Regions from separate parts of the Anser cygnoides genome. Here regions 1 and 2 are each linked to region 3. Evidence: chromatin contacts called from public Hi-C data. All regions are on one chromosome and are shown on one strand. The core of a region is the stretch at or near the end of the contact, and the rest is flanking DNA. Distances in the headings are between cores, read along the strand shown.

What was found. A called contact is a pair of places that touch in the nucleus more often than the background predicts.
Region 1: a contact with region 3 is called in a Hi-C map of liver, with 2.7 times the contacts expected there. The contact joins the promoter of NDUFAF6 here to the promoter of LOC125184162 in region 3. A contact is called at or near these places in 2 of 7 Hi-C or Micro-C datasets (granulosa cells and liver).
Region 2: a Hi-C map of liver shows a contact between it and region 3, with 8 times the contacts expected there. The contact joins the promoter of TP53INP1 here to the promoter of LOC125184162 in region 3. A contact is called at or near these places in 2 of 7 Hi-C or Micro-C datasets (both in liver).

Annotation. Positions count from the first base shown.
Region 1 is chr2:139,300,072-139,302,771 of Taihu_goose_T2T_genome, forward strand. NDUFAF6 (NADH:ubiquinone oxidoreductase complex assembly factor 6) reads left to right here and starts at 1,294. Exons shown (of 9, transcript XM_066990608.1): 1 at 1,294-1,486.
Region 2 is chr2:139,283,018-139,285,717 of Taihu_goose_T2T_genome, forward strand. It overlaps TP53INP1 (tumor protein p53 inducible nuclear protein 1), which reads right to left and starts at 1,411. Exons shown (of 4, transcript XM_066990605.1): 1 at 1,281-1,411.
Region 3 is chr2:139,088,381-139,091,080 of Taihu_goose_T2T_genome, forward strand. It overlaps LOC125184162 (GSK-3-binding protein FRAT2-like), which reads right to left and starts at 1,362. Exons shown (of 2, transcript XM_066990598.1): 1 at 636-1,362; 2 at 66-382. The coding sequence starts at 1,303. The coding sequence ends at 713. It overlaps LOC136789781 (a long non-coding RNA gene), which reads left to right and starts at 1,492. Exons shown (of 3, transcript XR_010828720.1): 1 at 1,492-1,575.

The DNA.
Region 1 (2,700 bases), core at 44-2,543, 210 kb after region 3:
TAGCAAGGGTTTAAAACAAGGTCCAGAGTTTCAAGACAAAGAGAACTTCAGAGACGAGGGAAAGAACTGAGGGAAAGGGACGAAGAAAGACTCAGGATAAACCCACAAGAGCCACTAATCGATAAACCAAATAATGCTGGAATGATGTTCCCAGCCTTCCTCTCCTCCTCTTCCCTTTGTTGTCTTGTCATCACACAAAATAAAGGCTTGCTCTCATTTCCAAACAGATGTCTTGTAACTTGAATGTCACTGCCCACTCAAAACCTCCCCCATATTTACTGTGTGGCTTCAATAATTTTCAGCTAAGCAAATGAACATGCATATTAGTGCCCCAGATCAGGGAGATCCTACTCACTTTCCAGCTCATAGTCTCCTGATCGTGCCAATTCCCTGTGCTGGCATGTATTCTCACCTGACCACGTAGTGAACTGATTCAGAGCAGCAAACTGGTAGAAAACTTCCTCAAGAAAACAAAGAGAGAGCAGTGAATGTTCTGCTGTTTTAATCCCCTGAATCAGCTCCATGTAGTATTAAATGAAGGAAAAGCTGGCACTTGGGAGGAGGATGGCAAGGCTGGGGATGGAAAGCTGGTCTGTTGCTACTTCTACTAATAACTACCCACAGTTTGGGTTGGCATGGTTTTAAGATGAAACAGCTCTTAAGCTTGTTGGTACTTTTGTTAATTTGTTAGTTTATCCTCAGATAGGCCAAACTTTGAAGGGACATGACTGCTCTGCCTGTGACTACAAGACTAAAATGACCGTGTTGTGATGTGAGTCAGCTCTGCAGAGGGACCATATCCAGCACAAGGTCCCAGCAGTGTCCCACAGCCTGCACCTGGAAGCTTTTAAGGTGTCTTTTAGGGATGGCAGCTCTAACCTAGTGTGTCAGGTCTCCCTTGTCCCCGTGTTCATGTGCCACCGCTGTGTTGTGGTGTGCTGGCTCTCTTGCCCGAACATGTTCTGTGTACGAATACTGCTGTGCCCAGCCTGTCACAGCTTGGGACTGCTCCAACGGGATATTTTTATCATTCAGATTCCTCAGATTTGTGGGGTTTGAACACGTGAGTGCCGGGTTTTCCGGAATTTCTTTTGAGGGGAATTCAGCTCAAGCCCATGCCAGCGGCGACCGCCCCGGGAGCCGGGGTAAACTGAGGCCAGGGCGGCGCCGAGGAAGCCATTTGCAGGACAACAAAAGGCTGCACGGCCAAAAACCCCGGACAGAAATAACGCATTCTTGGGTGCCATCTACCGGTACCTTCTCCCTTAAACTTTTACACCGGGCCCTTCTGCGACCCTTCGGCACTTTACGGAGCCGATCTCCGCCTGAGGCTACCTCAGGGTCCTGTCCCAGCGTCCTCCCACCCTCCGCCGAGCCAAGAGGGCGCGGGACCCCCGCTGCGGGAATCGTGTGGGGAAAAGCGGCCAAACCACCGAGGAGCCGCCACTTTACAGAGGACACGCTCCCAACCCTCCCCGTCGAGGGGGTGAGGAAGGGGCCGTCCCCCTCGGCTGCGCGGGCCGGGGTGAGCGACAGGAGGGGCGGAGCGGCAAAATGGCGGCCGCCGCCATGGCCGCGGGAGGGCTTCGTCCAGCGCCGTGCCACCGCCTGGTGAGGGCGGCGGGGGCCCGCGGCGGGCAGCCGTGGCTGAGGGAAGGCAGGGCGGCCGTGGCGGCGGGCTGGAGCCGGCCGGAGCCCGGGGGAGAGGTGCAGTACTGCGCCGAGCTGCTGCGGTGAGTGCTCGGGGGGGAGGCCGGGCTCCGCCGCCCGCCCAGCCCGCCTCGGGGGTGGGGAGAGCCGGGGACGGGGCCGGGCGGTGAGGGGGAGCCCGGCCCGGTCAGTGAGGGTAATCCGGCCCGGGGATGGGCCTGAGGAAATCTTAATGTGGGCCGGCTCCTTTCGTTGTGGGGACACCGACCTCCCCTTTTCGGGGGACGTGCGAGGTCCTGAGATGCCCCGCGGAGTGCCAGGGCCCTGCTCCTGTTGTGGTCTTTTCTCCTCGAGTAATATCGGGACCGCAAATAAAAACCTGCGGTGGAAACTGCTGGATAAATATTGGAACTGCAAGGCTGATTTAATCTGTAAACAGTGTTTTTTTTTTTTTTCTTCCTTCTTTCACAGCTGCTTTTCTTCAGAAGCATTGGACGTTTCCATTTGATTGTTTCAGATTATGCAGTGAAAGATCATCGAAACGGGCATTTAAAAATAATCAGTGCTTTCAGGTCTTGGTTACTGGGAAATAGTCAAACTTTCCAAGGACTCCTTGGAAAAACGAGCAGAGGAAATCCCCCAGCTGGACAGACCTGAAGTAGCTGTCCTGACCTTAAAGCAGGAGGGGGAGGATGCAAAAACATCTTTTCAAAAGCATCTGCCTTTGGTCAAAGCCCAAGGAGCAGGAGCACAGGCCGGAGGCTTTCAGGTCAGGGGACGCGTCCTGCTTTGCTTCTGGAGCTGCAAGCGATGTGCAACGCCCTCTGCTTGTTTCCTAGTCCCCAGGAGTTCAAAGGTACAGGGTTAGAGGAAGAAACCCATCTGCTGTGTAAAGACTCCTGCTTTCTATTTGGATGCTGTTGTTGATGAAAGCAGAGAGAAGGCTTCGAAGTGTGTATGGAAGGAGTGGAGCAGGATAGTCGTCTCCAAACCGACAGCTGTAAAAGACACAAAGTCACATGTGGTCAGCAGTAGTGGTTGAAGTGGGAC
Region 2 (2,700 bases), core at 161-2,660, 190 kb after region 3:
CAAAGCAGCAACAATATCCTGAGGGAAACACATGGAAACCCTCTCCTTAGTGCAGTCTGAGGTATCAGCGGAGGTTTTTTCTCACAGGCAGAGTCTCTCCTCCCAGCGAGAGGCACAGAAGTAGCCTGGGTCTCTCCTGGGAGAGGACAGCCTTCCTCCCAGGTCCTCCTCCCCACGCAGAGCTCTGCCCAGCCTCCAACCCCACCTCCTCCTGGGTGAGGAGGGAGCTTTTGTGCTCCACCGAGCCCTTCCCCAGCATCCTGCCAGCTCCCTCATGGTCAGGGAGAGGGATGCAAGGGGGGTTTCCCACCTCAGCCCACACACCCCTCAGCCCGCAGACTCCCCTGGTGCCTCCAGCAGCACCCAAGGGTGCCCAGGGGGCTGCTTCTCCCCCCGCCCACCTACAAGGGGGGAGGCAGGGGTTCACAGCACGCTCACTGCCTGTTACCAGCAGGATCTCCGCACAGCCCGTGACATGCTAAGCAACTCCAAGGAGCGAGGAGAGGCAACTCCCGTCCCTAATTACAGCAGGGCTCGCTTCTCACCACTAGATCTACGCACAGCCAGCGAGCCTGGAGAAGCACAAACATCCCGTCAGTACTGAGAAGCTCAAAGCTCACCCACCTCACGGCAGCCTGCCTACAGCCCGTGAATCTCCCTGTATTAACCAACAAACCGAGGCCATAAACCAGCTGAACATCGCTCCCGTGCAGCCTTCACTTATTCCTTATTTATTTTGTGACTTAACTACGCAGTTACTATGCACCTTACATTAAAACAGTTTCATATCTGAGCTCCCGCAGCTCATGAGGACTCTCACAGTTAAACACCGCTCCAATAGCGCACTGAAGTAATAATTAACTAAGCTAAATTAATTAACCCCCCCCCCGCCAGAGGGCTACGGGACCGCTCCGTCCAGGCCCAGAAGGCAGCGGGAGGGACACGGGGGGGGGACCCCAACCCCTTCCCCAAACAACAACCCCGCAAACGAGCGGGGAGCACCGGCTCTGGAAGGTGCAGGGAAACGAAAATAAGGCAGAAAAAGAAAAATATATATATATAAATAAATAACAACAATAAAGCAGGAGGCAGAGCGAGGAGCCCCGCCGCCGCCAGGCGGCTCCCACCAGCCCCACACGCCCCGGCAGCCCCGCTCCGCGCCGGCAGGGAGGCACCGGGCCGGGGGGGGGGACACGAGGACACGGACCCCAAACCCGGGGCCCCGATCCCAAACCCAGGCCGCCCCCCCCCCCGGGTGCCGGTCCCCGCCCGGCGCCCACCTGCGCGCGGCCGCTCCCGCCGCTGCCGCTCCCGGCGCCGGGCGCGCGCCGTGCCCGCGCCGCCCTTTGTTGTGGGGGGGGTGCGCGGCCCCGCCCCCTGCCGCCCCGCCCCTCCGCCAATGGGAGGCGCCGCCGCCGCCTGTCGCTAACGCACGTGACGGCGGGGGGGGGGGGGGGAAGGGGGCGGGGCTGCGCTGTGAGGGGAGGCTCCGCCCCTCCCGCGCCCCGGGCGGTGCCTGCCCGGGGAGGGAGCCCGCTGAGGGGCTGAGGGGGTCCGCTGGGTTCCCTCAGGGTGAAGGGGGAGGTCACAGCGGCTCCGAGTTAAGCGCGAGGCTGAAAATTAAAAAAATAAACGCCCCCAGAGGGTTGATCGTCTACCCCAGGGTTGCGTTGTGTCACGACACGTCAAATAAAGCTGCACAAAGCACACGGCGCTGACGGGAGCCGTCATGTCTAGCCGCTGGGTCAGTGACAACAGAAGCATTAAAGGCAGGAGCCGTTGTTTATTATTGACGGCTATATTTCAGAATTGGGCGTTAATCAATTAGCATGATGTGTTTTGCCAGCGTAGGCGAGCCCCGGGGTTGTACACAAGAGACAAGCCCCCGGTGAAGTTCAAAGGCCAGTGTTTATATTTTAACATCCCCTGAGAGGTAATTAAAGGGATGGAGCTCTCCTCAGCTTCTCTCATTCCACCTTTAATTGCCCGTCATCACAAAATGGTGGGAGCAACGGCCCTTGCTGTGCCTTCCCCCAAATCCCCTCGGCGGGATGGGGGCAGATCCGAGAGCTGCCCTCTGCTCTTTTGCTCCAGACCTTAGGCCCGTGAGCGGTTATAGACCAAATAAATTACACGTGTGGACTTCAATCCCTGCTGGCCAAGAGCCTGGGGGTTTCATCCCGCCCTGGCTGAGGTCAACGACAAATTTAATGGTGATTGCGACGGAGCGGGTTGTGGCCTCAGGCGCTTTATCCCGGGTTGCTCACATCAATTAGTCTTCCTATTGAGTCTAATGGTTGGTAGTTCAGGCCGGCCGACAGCAGAAGAAATACGGTCACTGCGGTGTGGGGTTTGCTGGACACAAAAGCTGACAAGCTTTCCATAAGGAATCTGATGTTTGTATTTGCATTACGGAAAAAAAAAATAAATTATGAAGCGATCTTCAGAGCCGGCGAACTGCTTCCAGCAATGCAGGCAGCTGCCCGGTGCAGACTTTTGGTACAAGTCAGCAGAGAGCCCGTTGTGCTTTCTGTGTGCTCAGTGACACAGCCATTGCTGTGGCTGCAAAAATTGCCGTGTACTTCCCTAGCACTCTGCATGTCATAAGAGCAGTAAGTGGCTGGGCAATATTCCCCCGTGATTTTAAACTACATCGATTTTTCTAGATCCTACACATTAATGCGAAGCATGATCTGCTGC
Region 3 (2,700 bases), core at 112-2,611:
ACGTAGTTTTGTTCACACGAACCGAAATTCACTTCCCCCTTAACAATGAGACACAGACCCCAAAATAAAAACAAGACCACGTTTATTCAATACAGACAGGTTAATTAAGACAGTAAGTCCTGTAAATCAGGAACACATTTCAAACGCTCCGGTACGAAGTGCATATATTTAATCAACAGCCGCATCTTGTAGTTGAGCCATTGAGTTTGTCGGGGAGGGGTGGATTTGTTTTCTGAGGTTTTTTTTTCTTCTTTTTTTGTAGAAAAAAAACTTGTTTCGGCTACCTTATGCGAACAATGCATCTCTGGCTCCATTCACTCCTCAGGCGTTACAATTATAAGTCCAGCTGCCTTCCAGCTTCGATATTCACATTTTTTCAAAACTGCTTCATACAGTCACGACGGGAGAGAGAGAAGGGGGGGGGGGGGGGGGGAGGAGGGAAATAATAGAACATTTAAAATAAAATTAAAAAAAAATAACACCGCCACCCGGCCAACCCTGCGGGGAGGGGGCCGGGCACCCCCCAGGGCCACCACCACACGGGATTATTGCAGATGGCTCCGGCCGGAGCGGGACCCCGGGCGAGGGAGGAAGAGGAGGAAGAGGAGGAGGAGGCAGGGGGGTTAGGTCCTCACCCCAAGCCCCCCAAGCCCCCGCTGGCGGCTTCTCCTTCAGCCCAGCTCGCCCGGAGGAGGGGGGGAAGGGGGGGGTGCTACTGCAGGGCCCGCAGCGCCTCGCCGTCCCCGCCGCTGGCCGCCGAGGAAGAGGAGGCTGAGGAGGAGGCGGAGGAGGCGGAGGAGGCCGCCACGGCCAGCTGCAGCCGCCGCACGGCCTCCTTGATGAGGTTCCCGGAGAGGATGAGCTGCTGCAGGAGCCGGTGCGGGTCGTCGTCGTCCTCCTCGTCCGCCGCCGGCCCGTCCGCCGCCGGCCCGTCCGCCGCCCGCTGCCGCCGCTGCTGCTGCTGCCGCTGCCGCTGCTCCTTCCTCCGTCGGGCGGCGCTCCGCAGCCAGCCGCGGCCGCACAGCTGCTTGGCGACCCGCGGCGGCGGCGGCTGAGCCGGGGCCCCGCAGCCTCCTCCGACGCCGGCCGCCGAGGGGCAGCGCGGCGAGTAAGGGGCGGCGCGGTCCCGGGCGCTGCCCGGCCCCGGGTGCTTGGCGGCTCCGCGGGGAGCCCGCTGCTGAGCGCTGAGCTGCAGCACCTCGCCCAGCTTGGCCACCAGCGCGTCCACCTCCTCGGGGCCCGCCTGCGGGGCGGCCGCCGGCCGCTCGAGCAGCACGAAGCGCTCGCCCGGCCGGCACGGCATCGCGGCCCGGGGAGGGGAAGGGGGGGACCGGGGGGAGGGCGGCCGGGGAGGGGAAGGGGGGCGGGGGGGCGCCCTGCAGCACGCGCGGCTCCGGCGGCCGCGGCCGAGGCTGGAGCTCGGCCCCGCTGCGCTCCGTTTGTAAACAATGGGTGACGCGGGAGCTGCGGCGCCTCCCACCGAGAGCGAGCGGGGGGGGGGTTACGGCGGGGAGAGCGAGGGGAGAGCCGCCCGCGGAGCCGCCCGCCTCCCGCCCGCGGAGCCGCCGTTATGCCGTGAGGGGGGCGATGGGGAGGGCGGAGGGGGGGGGGCGGGCGGGGGTCGCTCGGCGGATCCGCTTTGGGTCGTTTTAGCGCTCGCCCTCCTCCCCCCCCCCCCCCGGTCCGTGTGGAGCGGCCCGCGTTCAAACCCCGCAGCTCGGCACGGGGCGGGGCCGCGGGGATTGGCAGCGGAGGGCGGGGAGCGGCTGAGGCAGAGGGGGGCGGCGGGGCCGGGCCGGGGGGGGCCGCCGGTCGCCTCAGGACAAGGGGCCGGGCAGGGCGAGGGGCGGCTGGGAGCCGGCGGCGTGGTGGTCTGGGTTGTAGTCCTCCAGCAGAGAGAAAGGCCGCTGGGACCTCATTTTGCATTATCCGAATTAAAATCACGCAGTCATTAGGGTTGGAAAAGCCCTTCGAGATCACCTGGTCCAACCATCCCCCTGCCACCAGTCACCCACTGAACCGTGTCCCCAAGCACCACGTCCAACCTTTCCTTGAACACCCCCAGGGACGGTGACTCCACCACCTCCCTGGGCAACCCGTCCCAGTGCCTGACTGCTCTTTCTGAGAGGAAATGTCTCCTCATTTCCAGCCTGAACCTTCCTTGGCACAACTTGAGGCCATTCCCTCTAGTCCTATCACTAGTTACCTGTGAGAAGAGGCCGACCCCCAGCTCCCCACACCTCCTTTCAGGTAGTTGTAGAGAGCGTTTACCAGAAGTGAAGCAAGGCTACGCTGCCGCCACCCTGCCAGGCTTCTACCCATGGTTTGTCTGACACCCCAGACCAACACCCGCTCCGTCCCGGGCCATCCTCTTCCCATCCCAGCCTGCTTCCCCCCTCAGCTTGCCACGGTCACATTCAAGCCAGTGCCGAGGTCTCCGTGACGAGCCTCAAATAGCATTTTCTGGATTTCAAAACATTACGAGCGTGGGCCAGGATGCGCTCATTCATGTGTCTGTGCGTGTGGTAGGAGCGGCCTTGAAACCAGCGGAATTGCCGGGATGATGGAAATAGCTCACACACATAACTGTTATCAGCACCGGGTCCCTGGTTAATAAGTAAACACTTGGCAGAGGAGAAGGAATGTCCTTTGATCTGTTTGTCGATGCTTTTCGGAGCTACTTTCACTTGCTGTACAAAA